3 separate regions of the Mus musculus genome follow, and regions 2 and 3 are each linked to region 1. The links are chromatin contacts, called in public HiChIP or PLAC-seq and promoter capture Hi-C maps. All regions are on one chromosome and are shown on one strand. Each heading gives the region's core, a stretch centred on a gene start, on an enhancer-like site or on the middle of the called end of the contact. The rest is flanking DNA. Distances are from core to core; before and after follow the strand shown. Region 1 holds the start of St13 (suppression of tumorigenicity 13). Region 2 overlaps Tnrc6b (trinucleotide repeat containing 6b). Region 3 holds the start of Csdc2 (cold shock domain containing C2, RNA binding).

The links. Promoter capture Hi-C pulls out the DNA fragments that hold promoters and counts their contacts. HiChIP or PLAC-seq counts read pairs in DNA pulled down with a chosen protein or histone mark.
Region 2: a contact with region 1 is called in a CTCF HiChIP or PLAC-seq map of the NIH/3T3 cell line, with 6 read pairs. The contact joins the enhancer-like site here to the promoter of St13 in region 1. A contact is called at or near these places in 3 of 39 promoter capture datasets (the 3T3-L1 cell line, frontonasal cranial neural crest and pre-B cells), 1 of 15 datasets of contacts at CTCF or cohesin (the NIH/3T3 cell line), 1 of 115 datasets of contacts at active chromatin or transcription factors (bone marrow-derived macrophages) and 1 of 9 other capture datasets (pancreatic islet).
Region 3: a promoter capture Hi-C map of pre-B cells shows a contact between it and region 1, with 4 times the contacts expected there. The contact joins the promoter of Csdc2 here to the promoter of St13 in region 1. A contact is called at or near these places in 10 of 39 promoter capture datasets (the C10 cell line, the HPC-7 cell line, erythroid cells and 6 more), 1 of 115 datasets of contacts at active chromatin or transcription factors (memory CD8 T cells) and 1 of 9 other capture datasets (liver).

The regions. Positions count from the first base shown.
Region 1 is chr15:81,396,789-81,401,118 of GRCm38.p6, forward strand. It overlaps St13 (suppression of tumorigenicity 13), which reads right to left and starts at 2,906. Exons shown (of 12, transcript NM_133726.2): 1 at 2,697-2,906. The coding sequence starts at 2,806. It overlaps Xpnpep3 (X-prolyl aminopeptidase 3, mitochondrial), which reads left to right and starts at 3,350. Exons shown (of 10, transcript NM_001347075.1): 1 at 3,350-3,499. The coding sequence starts at 3,436.
Region 2 is chr15:80,884,981-80,889,478 of GRCm38.p6, forward strand. Tnrc6b (trinucleotide repeat containing 6b) reads left to right here. Exons shown (of 25, transcript NM_144812.3): 11 at 1,979-2,053; 12 at 2,850-2,895; 13 at 4,039-4,175. Among named protein-coding and RNA genes, the nearest start is that of Mir5113, 53 kb to the right of the region's middle. Within about 2 kb of position 1,986, at least 20 of the 459 cell types and tissues checked have an H3K27ac peak or open chromatin away from gene starts, as enhancers often do. A contact at or near this core is called in the NIH/3T3 cell line and bone marrow-derived macrophages, where this site is marked.
Region 3 is chr15:81,933,099-81,938,049 of GRCm38.p6, forward strand. Csdc2 (cold shock domain containing C2, RNA binding) reads left to right here and starts at 3,661. Exons shown (of 4, transcript NM_145473.3): 1 at 3,661-3,889.

The sequences.
Region 1 (4,330 bases), core at 1,656-4,155:
AGCTATAAAAGTGAGAAAGGAAAAGAAAAAAAAAAGCTCAACAGGCTTTGAAGAATGCCAGCACACATCACTGACTTCTTTTATTCCTGAGAATATGCTTGTTAAAATATTTTGCATTTTTAGTAATCACCAGGTCCATTTACCCCAAAGAAAACTACCCCACCAGCTTTTGCTCATGTCTTAAGGAGTGCCTATCCACACTCTTGAAACACAGCTTTAATGTGTGGGGTTTTGTTTTATTCTTTATTCTGGAGGGGAGGGACCAGTTTTTAATTGGGTCCTGCTATGTTTGGCCAGGCTGGTCTGAAACTCCTAGAATCATGGCTGCTGCAGCCTCAACCTCCAGAGTAACTAGGAACTCAGGCACATGTTGACCCACTTTTCCTCCTTAACAATCCCAGCTAGCAGGCTGCTTTCCTGGGCAGGGAAGGGTATGCTGGAACCAACGCTAAGCCTCCCCCTTAAACCCCCTTAGGGTTTTTTCTTTTTGGTTTTTCAAGACAGGGTTTCTCTGTGTGGCTTTGACTGTTTTTGAACTCCCTGGCCTTAAACCCAGAGATCCTCCTGCCTCTGCCAACAAAGTCCTGAGATTAAAAGCATTGTGACACTACCACTACCACCTGACTAGAAGTACTTTCCCAAAAAAATCCCTTCCTAGGCAACATTTGTGGCCCTCCTTTTAACCCCGAGGAGTCTCCTCCAATATGTAAACTGTTAAACTATTAAAACATAATTATAAAAACAAACTTTGTATCATTTCTCTGTGCCCTGAAACAGTATTTAGGCAGCTGTACTGACATGAGACGGACCTCTTCCCTCACAATCAGCCTTAGACTTGAGAAAGCAGCATTAGCTTTGCCATCTGATGCGATTTAAATACTGTGAGAGTTAAGGAGATTACATCTCATCAACTAAGAGTATCTGCTGTTCTTCAGAGACCCCAAGTTCATTTCCCAGCACCTATATGATGGTTCACAACTGTCTGTGACAACAGTTCCAAAGGATCAGATTCCCCACCCTGGCTTATTAAAGTGCAAGCAAATACACGAAATAAATACATCTTAAAAAAAATTAAACATATAAAAGGGTCCTTTCTAGGTGAAGAGTATCAGGGGTTGAGCTTCATTAAAGTTAAGCCACTTCCTCTTAGTCCACCTTTCCCTGAGAAGACTGTATTCTAAACCACCCAAAACGTTACATACTGGGGCTGTTGAGATAACTAAGTGATTAAGAATAATTGTTGCTCCTCCAGGAGACCCAGGGTACAATTCTCAGCACCCACAGTAATAGCTTGCAACCACCAGTTCCAAGGAACTGAATACTCTTTTCTTACAACCCTGGGCATCAGGCATACATATACATGCAAAACACCCACTACACATAAACTAGCTTGAAAAATAAAATAGCTGGTGTGTTGGCAAATGTCTTTAATCCCAATAGTTGACAGAGACAGGGGCAATCTCTGTGAACCTGAGGCCAGTCAGGGCTACATAGCAAGTTCTCAACCAGCAAAAAAAAAAAAAAAAAAAAAAAAAATTTAAAAAAAAAAAAACAAACTTACACATTATTTATTAGCTCCTTCCCTTAATCTATCTGGACTTGCAATCACCTGGCCAGAAAACAACCTCTCAGAAAGGCTGATTTACCAGAAGATATGCAAAAAGCTTGGAATAATTATCTTTAAAGAAGTAAAGTGCTTATACAGTCCCTGAGTCCTTCACTCCACACAGTTGCTTTCAGACCTTCATGGCTCAGCCTGCTTGTTTTTTCTAAGTTCTAATTGAAAAATATATAAAACTTTACTTTTCCCCATCTCTTTTTTTTTTATATTAACCAAAGACCCTAAACATGCACTTTCTCTGAAGACCGACCCTCCCCCATTTCTACAAGTGCTGGTGAGCTTCCATTGCTGACCCTAATTCAGAAAGCATGACTTAACATCCTCCCTCCCCTTGGCAGCTGTAGAGATTTAGTTTGTTTGTACTGTTGCGTTTTTCACCCTCAAATTCTAATGGTGCCTAAGCTTTCTTCTAATTCTGTCTTTAAAATCTTTTATCAACGAGACTAAAACAACAAAAAGGAGAAACCAATTCCCCAGTAATACTGTTTCCCAGCAGCTGGCACAACAATCATAGTACGCAGGCGAAATACTCTCCAGTTAGTCCTGCAAGCACACTGGTCTTTGAAGGAAAAAAAAAAATTCCTAAAGTAGCTGAAGTGACAGCGCTACAACTAACGTGGGTATAAATAATTCCCAACAAAATTCCATGCAATTAAAATCGTTGTAAGGCCAAGTACAGATAACTGAAGTTATAGAATAAATAAGTTACCACTATTAATATTTTAAACGACACATGGGTCAATGCGACTTAAACAAGACGCCAGGTTCAAGAAAAACAATCCCTTAGTAAAAGCTTTGTCTTCGTTCGCGCATTATTTCCACTGCTCAAATATTCACAACCCAAACACACCCCCATAAAGACTTAACTGCGGGGGGTGGGGGGGAACCAACTCTAACCTCTGCTTTTCCACCCCTAAGTTGCCCAACGCTCCAGATCCCTCCGAGAACCTCTCGAAGCCACTAAGAGCCACGAAGGGGCCTAGAACCGCTCCCCTCCTCCCTACGCCAGCTCGGGGCCCACTCCCCAACCCCCAACTTTCCGTCCCCAACGGTCCACGGGGCCCAGGGCTCTCACCTCTCCACCCACTCCCTCAGGAAGCGCATTTCCTCGGTGTGCAGGACGCTCGGGTCCTGCCTACACATCTTCACGAAGGCCCGAAGCTCGCTCACTTTGCGGGGATCCATGGTGGGAGGCTGGAAGCTGAAGGCGGTGGGCGGCTGCGGAGGCACGATGCCAGGCCCGGGAGCGGCTCAACGTGACCAAGTGGAAGGGGGCGGCTGCCGCGAGGCAGAACAGACTAGAACCTCCCCGGCCGCTGGCTCCTCCCCCCCAACGGCCTCGTGACCCCGGGCCTTCGCTCGCTCATTCCCACTCCTACCTCTGGACCTGTGCTCCGCCTAGAACCTTCTAGAAGTGTAGCTGCCCGTGACAATGCCTGCTTCGATCGGCGAACAGTCTCACTCGGATTCTTTCCTCTGACCTAATTCCCCGGGATGGATGAAGGACCTTGTGTCTGTGCGCTTTCAAGCGGGACATAGGGAGACATTTGGAATAAGATATTTCTTCTGTGAAGATGGGCATTAAGCAGAACGAGACGCCGCATGGAGGAGGGGGGAAAATAAATAAATGCCCGTGGGGCCGGCGCGCCCAAAACCTAGCCGAGTGACGTCACTGCTCTGCGCCGCCCCGGGAAGAAAGCCCGCGAGCCGCGCCTGCCGGAAGGGGCCGAGCAGTTGACTGGTTTCCTGGCGACGCGGCTGTGCTAGTGGCTTTCCCCAGAGTTTGTACTTTTCCTGACCAGTGGTTACAGGCCATGCCGTCTCTGCTCTCAACCCCCAAGCTGGCTCCCGTTCTAGCAAGGCTCCGCGGCCTCTCAGGTTAGAGTCTTTCCTGCCGGCGTCCCCTTCAGGTTCTTCCTTTGGAGAAAGCCTAAAGCAGCCCAAAGAGCTACAAGTTGATGATCCGTGGTTCTTCACCAATCGGCACCTGATCCCCCCTCACCACCCACGGATTTTTCTTTTGATCGATTGCTCTGGGAAAGAGTGGGCTTTAGGTTCTGTTATTCTGGGAAAGCTGGAGTGACTGAAGAGGAGGGAACTCCAAGGGATTGTCTTCAAAGTTACTCGAATTCTAAATTGGTAGCTTTTATCATCACACTTGACTAAATTGTTTAATGTCAAGTAGCGTGTGTGTGTGTGTTAGGTCAGGGTAAATCTTTCGCCTTTTCATAGGTTTCATCGGAGAGCTAGCTCAAAAGATAGAGCCGGGCTGTGGTGGCGCACGCCTTTAATCCCAGCACTTGGGAGGCAGAGGCAGGCGGATTTCTGAGTTCGAGGCCAGCCTGATCCAAATACAGAGTGAGTTCCAGGACAGCCAGGACTATACAGAGAAACCCTGTCTCGAAAAGAGAGAGAGAGAGAGAGAGAGAGAGAGAAAGAGAGAGAAGAAACACGTCTAGAAACAAATGCTTTGTGCAATTCAGTTTGTAAAGAACTAAGCGAGGGACGTGCCTAAGTCTTACATAAACAGTCAAGGTGATAGAGCACGGAGAATGTGAACCCTCCGTGTACAATATGGTGAGCAATTAACCTAACATAAAATTTTATACTGGAGAGTGAGTCACCTACTTTGTAAGGAGACCTAATGTTGGATTATACTTCAGACGAGGTGTGCAAAATCTGAACCAGAAAATAGGGTATTTGACATTA
Region 2 (4,498 bases), core at 736-3,235, 510 kb before region 1:
GAGCCCAGAACACTGAGAATGCTAGGCAAGCACTCTGCTGCTGCTGCTGCTGCTGCTGCTGCTGCTGCTGCTGCTACATAGGACCACTAGTTCTTCATCTGTAGCCATGATGTGTGTACCTGAGCCACCACTGTCTTGACAGATGCTGCTGCTGTTCTTCCTCCTCTTCTTCTCTCTCTCTCTCTTTCTCTCTCTCTCTCTCTCTCACACACACACACACACACACACACACACATTACAGAGTAGAAAAAAGGAAGATACACCTGTATGCTTCATTTTAACCTGAAAAACCTGCCCTATGAAATGCTTTCTAATCCTCCCAGGCTTTGGATTCCTGAAACTCTCTCACAAGACCATCCCCTGACCATCACCCTGGTCCTGAAGCTGTGGGTTTCAAGGCCCTGATTTCTTCTGTAGGATAGAACAGTTGCTTTCTGTGGAGACATTGGTTGAAGGAGCTCTTCCTGGGTTTCCCCTTCCCTAATGACTTCCTTCCTCCACTCTAGCAACTAAAGAAGTCTCACTACACTGCTCAGCGTCTTGGTACTCTAATGGTGTCTGGCCTGCTTTGGCAATCTTTTGGTCATTTACAAATTAGCAGTGGATCGAAATTAATTGAGTAAAAGATCCTAATTGAATCCTCCCAACTCAAATGGCAACCAAGATTTGCTTAATTGGAAGTTGAATATTTCAATTCCGATACCAGTGGTTCTGACCTTCAGTACTAAGGACTTCATTTTTTTGTTGGTGGTGGTGGTGGTGTTTTTTTTGTTTTTTGTTTTTTTGAGACAGAGTTTCTCTGTGTAGCCCTGGCTGTCCTGGAGCTCACTTTGTAGACCAGGCTGGCCTCGAACTCAGAAATCCACCTGTCTCTGCCTCCCGAGTGCTGGGATTAAAGGTGTGCGCCACCACACCCAGCCTAGGACTTTTTTTAATGTGATAAAATACACAAAATGTAAAAATTGTCATCTTAACCATTTTTCAATATGCAGGTCAGTGCCACTGAGTGTGCTCACATGCAGTTTGTTTTCTTCTAACGCTGAAAGCTCTGCACTAATAAACTCACTATCTCTCATGCTTGCCAGGACTCTTCTTTAATCTTAATAAAATATATATCTATCACCATAATATATAATTAATTATTAATTTATATATTATATAATTAAAAGGTTATTTATAATTATATATTGTATCTAACATGATATAATATGCAATGTTGTAATATATAGATATATTTGTATATAAGTATATAATATTATATACACTTATTTATGGAGCAAGCTGGTTGTGGTGGCTCATATCTGTAATCACAACCCTCGAAGACAAAAGGCAAAAGGATCAAGAGTTCAAGATATTCTAGGCTTTAGTGAGTGAGGACATCCTGTCTCAACTAACACCAACAATAATAATAAGTATGACATATCATAGCACATGGAATGTTTACCTATAGAATGTGCAGGCCCACAAAGCTCATCCCCCATCCCATTAATCCCTGCCTTCCACTGTGCCAGAGCTCAAGGATAGTGGCTTCCTCCAGGCCTCTTTCTCACTGAGAACTGATGGCCTCCATGCTGTGAACCATATGAAGAGCTCTCTGGATGCATTCCACATTGCCCCCACACAGAGTGATGTTGTGTTCAAACAGGCTCCTTTCCAAACAACATGCACCAGTAGCAATTCTTTCCCTGTTACAAGCCTGCTGGGGTCACAGAAGAGCATCCTACGGGAGGTGGCAGTGGCAGTATGTAGACATCTTACACAGTCTGATACCACTTCTTTGCATGTAAAAAGTAAACTTTGTTTTTCCACTTCACTATGATAAGTAGGAGTAAAAGCATGACTGGACCTAGGGCTTACTAGTCATTTAAAGCTATCAGGTTCAGGAAGGTGAACTCTCAGCTTTGCATTTTCAGTGTGGTTTATAGTTTGGGAGGTTGTGATGAGCTCTGTGACTGAGGTCATGTGTTTCATTCTGTAGTGCTCACTAAAAGGAGGAAACAATGATTCATGGATGAATCCTCTTGCCAAACAGTTTTCAAATATGGGATTGCTGGTAAGTTTCATTTTTCTTCATGTATAAACATAATCTCAAATTTCAGGCATAGTAAGTACACATGTACAGTACAAAATTACAGATTTAAATATGGGTTAAACAGTGTTCTTGGCCCTCTGAGCTAAACAGTATTTCTATTTTATTAAGTGATATATACCAACATTAAAAGTGAATTGTCTTTGTATCTTTTCTCTTGGAAAGGTGGAAACAACAAAGACACTTAAATGGACACTTGTTACTAGTGTCTGCACATCATTTTTAAAAATAAAAATAATCAGAATCACTATACTGGGATTCATTATGTAGAGAAAAATGTGTGCTGTGTCTTTACTTTCCTTATCTCTTGGGAACACTGTGAAGACATCTGGTCATGGTTGTCAAAAGACAAATGATTTGACTACACAGTTTAAGATTTGCTCACTGACACGTCATAAGAAGATATTATCACCATTTAGCTACAACTTGTGGAGTTTGACTATGCATACTTAAGAAGCAGTTTATTTCTCCAGGCAGCTGTTGAACTTGTCCTCTGTCCATAGCTGTACTGATGTTGCTTACATGTGTAATTGACATGTGTAATTACATGTGTTAGACACTTAATTAAGCCTTGATGGCCATCAAATTGTGATTGCAAAAATGTTACAGCCTTCACTCCAGTTTCAAGGTCACGGCAGAGGCTCTTGTGGAGTGCCTATGGTCATGAGGCTCTCACATGAGCAGGAGCGCCTCTTCTCTGATGTACAACGTGTATCCTCCCTTAATCCTTACTCACTTGTGTTTGCTTTGTTTTGTTCAGAGTCAAACTGAGGATAACCCAAGCAGCAAAATGGATTTGTCTGTAGGTATGTGTCTCTACAAACAGGAGGGGAACGTGTTCACGGCTCTGCCAGGCCCTTGGCATCTCCTGCCCTGCTTGGGTTGAGGCAGATTGATAGACATGCTTGATGCTAACTGCTTTATTTTATATCAGATTTCATGCACTAAAGCAGTATAGAGGTTGAAAATTCAAATGACTGAAGTTCCAGGAGAATGTGAAGGAATGTTAAATGCTAGGTTTAACTGTGAGGAGGGTATGTCCACCTCAGAAGCCAACCTTATTCTACTACATGAAAAGTGCAAACTTCACTGCACCATCCCTTATTAGCATCCAGATTTTTTTCCCAAGTACTGGGAGCTAGATTCAGATTATTTTAATATGTCTGTGATACTAGTAAACTAGACCATCAGATTGACTCTCTGTACCCCAAGGTTTTCATCTTTGTCATACTTTTCCGTTGTGACCAGAGCAAATGCAGGGGTCAGCCCATCGTCTGTGAGATTTTTCTCAGGAATGCTTTTGCTCACCCCGAGGAACATAAGAGGAATCAAACTAAGAGTAAGAGGGAACAATCTGGATAGCAGTGGTACTGTGTAGTTTGAGCTGCAACCCAGTTGTGTCATCATATAGCAGATTTATAGGGCTAAGGAAAGGGAGGAGGAGGAAGTCTGCATCACACATGCAGATGAAGCTTGAGCAAGTACTGTAGAAATGTTCAACTGTGTTAAAGTCTTAAGCTTTACATTTTTAGGCAACAGGAGTGCCTCTGATCTTTCTATTCCCCATAATTGCTTTAAAACTCTAACAATGTCTCTAACAAGTGCTAACATAACAAAACAGACTGGTCTCTCACTGAGAAGATTTGACTTTATGAACAAGATGTATTCTCACCCAGCACGTCAATTTTAACCTAAATATTGGCTTAATCAATTTGGCTTCAAGTCTCTCAAGTGTTCCATGGTAGACAAGCTACAGCAGATACATATTTAATTTTTGAAAAACGGTTCAGGAACAGAGCAAGCACCCTGAGCCAGTGAGAATTCTTCCTAGGCTCATTCCAAAGAGTAGAGAGGCTTTGTCCCCGGGTCCCTAGAGAACAGACGGGCCAGGCTACACGTGGCTCTTGAGGGGACATTGATTCCTGACATTTTTATTTATGTCCTTTCAGATAAGAAATTTGATGTGGACAAGAGAACAATGAATCTCGGGGATTTTAATGATATCATGAGGAAGGATCGACCTGGGTTCCGTCCACCTAATTCCAAAGACTTGGGAACCACAGACAGTGGGCCTTATTTTGAGAAGGTGAGTTGAATGCTTTGTTTCAAATAGTCGTTTATGAGAGTCACTGTGTTCTTAATTTGTCTGTGGTAGCAGCTAATTCTAGAGAAAGCATAAACTTACAAACTCAGAGTAAAACATGAATATCCCCTATATTAATGTGGTGACAGGAAAGTAACTGACGTCAACAGGTGATTGGGCAGGAACGAGAGCCATCTGTCCTTAATGTTTTTGTGATGGAGCTCTAAGTTTTGAGGGAGATCATGGGCATGTAGAACATGGAGAAGAAACTTTAGAGATAAGTTTACTCTTCAGTCTTCTTGTTCCTGCCGCTTTGTCAGCTACAG
Region 3 (4,951 bases), core at 2,411-4,910, 540 kb after region 1:
CGCGGCTGGTGGGTGGGCGGTGTATCTCTGCTGCTCACTTCCTGAATGAACAGCTGTGGTCTCTCCGTGTGCGTGCGTGGGTTAATCACCACACTATTTCAAACCCGGGCCCTCCTCCTTCATTCACTGTGCTCCGCTGCCTGACAGCTCCGGCCTGTGTTTACCAAGTGGCAGGGTCAGAAAGGAAACTGGATGCGAAGACCTTAGCCCCAGCCTTAGCCTGCTCCACAAAGGACCAAATCCCAGACTCCACGGCCTCCCACCCTCCCGTTTCAACTCCTAACACTGACTTTCCCCACTCTGCCTGCTGTATTGGCCCCAACCTGTTCCTCTGATGGATCACCTCTGCCCACCTGAGCACAGGCCCTCTGCCCACAACTGCTTTCTAGGCTCAGGCAAGCCTGGGTCATCCTCAGAGCTCAGAGAGCTCCTCCCTGGCCCCTCCCTGGTCACTCAGTTCAAGGCTACTGGAAAGACAGATAGAGCACCAATATTGGATCCCAGGTTGGGTCACTGGCTCTGTTGGGCCAGAATGGAATAAGAATTCTGGGACTGAGAAGGAAGAAGTGGGTCACTCCACCATGTGACACCAAGCTGTTCCCACAGGTCAGTGCCTTGCCTTCTTCTGTGAGTAGAGGTTGATGCATTTGGTTGATTCTGTGAGTTTAAGGCCAGCCTGGGCTACTTAGTGAGTTCAAGGCTAGCTCAGGTCTCTGTTCTGCTAGTCTATTACTTCTAGGCTGTAAGACAATGAAGCCCCCTGAGAGAAGAAGGAAGAGATAGAGGAGTAGAGAATTTGGGGGGTAGATAAAATGTGGGGGAAGGTACAATAACAGTAGCACATGCTTGTGACCCCAGCATCCAGGGTATAGATGCTCAGCAGGTCACAGCCATCCTCTAGCTCAAGTTCAAACCTAGCCTGGGCTACAAGGGAGGCAGAAACTGGTTAGCACATGCCTGTGACCCCAGCTCTTAAGAGGCTGAAGCAGGATGGTCACAAGGTTGAGGCCCATCTGGGCTACAACAGGCAGACCTTGTCTCAAAGGAAGCTGACATTCACTTGTTTTTAAAAGAGAACAAGACAAAGAGGAAAATGGGGAAGCGAAAGAGAGAGGAAGGCTCCTCAGTGTGGTGCTCAGAACAGAACTAGAATAAAGGCAGCACTCTGGGTCTCTGTGGACACAGATGGCAGCCCTGTACTGTCTCCTGTACTGTCAGAAGCCAAGAGTGAGCATAATTGACCCAAAAAGTTCTAGGAAGGGCCATATGTGACAGTGCATATCCCTAATCTCAGGACTCTGGAGGCAGAGGCAGGCACATCTGTGAGTTCAAGACCAGCCAAGTCTACAGAATGAGTTCCAGGCCAACCAAGGCTCTCTAGTGTGTCCCTGTCTAAAAAATAAAACAAACAAACAAACAAAAACCCACAGCAACAACATTTCTGGGCTTGTGGGTATGTGTGGTGTTGGATCCCAACGCCCTATAACCAGGTCACTAACACAGGCAAATCCTTCTTCCTGGTGTCCTCCCTCTCCTCTCTAGTACAGTAAGGTCTACACAAATGAGCGGATCTGTCACATGCATAAAAATGGTCAAAGCACCAGGTGGTGGCAGCACAAACCTTCATTCCCACCACTCAGAAGACAGAAGCAGGCAGATCTCTGTGAGTTCGAGGCCAGCCTGGTCTACAGATTGAGTTCCATCTGAACTATTCTCATTAGGGTTTTTCCCTTACTTGTTTTACCGTTCTTCTCTATACCTTTACCTTCATTCCAGTGGATGTCTTTCCAAGTTTTGTTTTTTTTTTTAATGATTTTTGTTTATGTGTATCATGTCTGTGTGTCTGTGTGAGAACGTGCCACATATGTGCAGGTGAGTTGGAACCCTCTCGAGCTGGAGTGGCAGGCAGTTAGGACTTGCCATACGTGGGAGCTGGGACCCATGCAGGCTCCCCAGAAAAGCAGCGTAACTACTGCGCACTGGTTTGTTTGATTTGTTTTGTTTTTAGGACACTGGGGTCTTCTCATAGAGTCTAGGCTGACCTCAAATTCACAGCAATCTTTGGCCTCTTCGGTGCTGGGATCACAGGTCTACCCCCATCATGTCTAATTTTCTTTCTAATTGTTGAAAATTGCCTACTTATATTTATTTCATGTTTCACTGGTGTGTTGCCTGAATTTATATCTGTGTGAGAGTGCTAGATTCCCTGGAACTGGAGTTACAGACAGTTGGGGGGTCGCCATGTGGGTGCTAGGAATTGAACCTGGGCCCTCTGGAAGAGCAGCCAGTGCTCTTAATCATTGAGTCATCTCTCCAGCTCCTGTCATGTCTGTTTTCCTGTTTGTTTGTTTGTTTGTTTGTTGAGACACTGCCTCTCTAGGTAGCCAGGTAGACTCAAACTTGAAATCTATTTGTTTCATCCTCTTGAGGGCTGGGACCTATAGGTCTGTGCCAGCACAAAGGGCACCTCCTCATGACTCAGTAGTACTAAAGTGACACCTGGGGAAGATGTCTCTCTAAGATGAGGTTGAGGAGGGACAGGGGGGTGGCAGAGAAGCCCTTTGAAGAGGTTTCCTGGAGCCTGGCCCTGAGCTCATAGACGGTTGAGCCTTACCTGTCCTCTTGGGGAGCACTGTCCTCTTGGGGAGCACTGTCCTCTTGGGGAGCACTGTCCTCTTGGGGAGCACTGGGGTCCTAGGGATTTGCCTGAGGTCTTTTTTGTTTTGTTTTGTTTTTGTTTTTCCGAGACAGGGTTTCTCTGTGTAGCCCTGGCTGTCCTGGAACTCACTCTGTAGACCAGGCTGGCCTCGAACTCAGAAATCTGCCTGCCTCTGCCTCCTAGTGCTGGGATTAAAGGCATGTGTCACCACTGCCCGGCTTTTTGGGGGGCGGGAGTGTGCTGAGGTCTTACTGTCTGAAGAGACCTAAACTGCTTGGACTGAATCTGCTGAGTCAGTCCTTACTTCTAAAAGCCTCCTAAACCACAAGTACACACAGACACACAGACACACAGACACCACTGCCCCCTGTATATGTGTGTGCGAGTGTGTGTGTGTGTGTGTGTGTGTGTGTGTGTGTGTGTGTAAGAAAGAAACATACACAGAAAGACACTCATTATTCTTTTATAGTTCTCTTCCCCTGGATTCCACAGCCCCTCCCAAAGACCTAATGTGTGCCAAAGAGATTTGAGCACATTCTTCAAATGGAGATCTCAGATGATCTGAGGGGACAGAGCTCAGCACAGCTGCAGACTGCAGAGGGAATGGAATGTCTGGGAGTCCCTAGGAACCTGGCTTGTTCCCAGAGGGTCTCCTCTGTTCTCTGGCCTCCTTTCTCCAGAATACATCCTCCCACCCTGCAGGCCCTCCCGTTGACCATAAACACTCCCTGGCACCCCGCTCACCAAGAATGCACACTGTCTCTAGCTCTTCCTGCCTCTTACTCCCCAGCAGCTACCCTGACCTGGTAGAGCAAATTATACCTTGGCCCAGCAATAAAAGCCACTTTCCAAAACAAGAAGCAGTAACGCTCAAAGTGACGCAGCTTAGCCACTCACCCAGCACTTGGCCTGGCTCACAAGGTGGTGTCTGGGCCAGAGAAGAGATGGCTTAGTGTCCCTTTAAGCTAGGAGTACAAATTCCCATCCCAGTCCCTCCCTCCAGCACATCCTGACGTCAGCAGGAGGGCGTGTGTGAGTGAGTGAGTGAGTGAGTGAGGGGCCCGAGGTGCCTCCTGCACACCACACACACACACACACACACACACACACACACACGCCACGGAGAGTGCATTATCCAGACGTGACCCCTGCGAGCCAGCTCCACAGTCCAGAGAGATCGGGTGCTGCCCACTACAGGAGACAGTGCCTGGACCCAGCTGCCACGGCGAGGTAAGGGACCTGAAGGAAGCCGGTGATGGAAACTGTGGCAGAGGCAGGGGCCGAGGGCTGATGGTACCAAGAAAGGATGTGTGGATTGAGGTTGGAAAGGTCGCAGCGCTACATCAGCCAGCCCAGCTCTGCTTAGAGGATGCGGGGGGAGATGTAGAGCCCACCGCCCTTCCCTTCTCTCTCCTTGACCCTCCAGAAGAGCTGAGGCGGAGTGGCTCCCGCGCATCTGAATGTGTGTGAATGTCTGTGTCTGGGACTCGCGTCTGGGTTGAGATGCAGGTAACAGCAGCTACCTGCCAAGCCGCAGCCTCCGGTCTGGGAACTAGGTGAGGGAAAGCCGGGACTCCTTCCAGACCCTAAAAGGCCAGTCCGGAGCACCGCTGGATTTTGTCCCTGGAATCTGTTTTGAGGCCAGAGCAGAGGGGAGGAACCGCCTGGGGCAGGCAGAGGGACCCAGAGCAGCTGTCTTCCCTCACTCTATTTTTCCCTAGTGTGGCAGAGATAATTGTGTCAACTGGCTGGAGGGATGGCTCTGTGTTATTTTTGCCTTTATGCCACCCCACTGGGTCTTTGCTCTCCCCCGCATGCTGGGCTAGCTCTGACCTCCTCCTCTGCTTAGGTGCAACCCACTGTAGGACAGGGGGTGATAGACCAGCTGCTGGACACCCCTTGCTTGCTGTAGGATGCAAGGACTCAGGTTGGCCTTGGCTGGCATCAAGCCCCTAAGTGGTCTGACCCTGGCACAAGGAGACTGAATGGAGATAAGGGACCATGCTGGCACCCACAAGGAGACAGCAGGTTCCTGCCAGGCTGCCAGGCTGCCAGGCTGCAGGCGCTTCCCAGGGAGGAGGGAGAGCGGGACTGAGAACAATAATAAATCCAGAGTGTGAACTGCTGCATCCGCTGGGGCTGGGGGAGGGGAGAAGGAAGTGTGCCTGGTAGGAGGTGGGCACCCTCTTCTCCGACAGCCTGGCACTGGCTCGCTTAGATGCCATCCAGTCAGGGCCTTTCCCTGGGAAGGATGGGAGTGAGGAGGTGGGGATGGAGGGTGGGAGTGGGGGT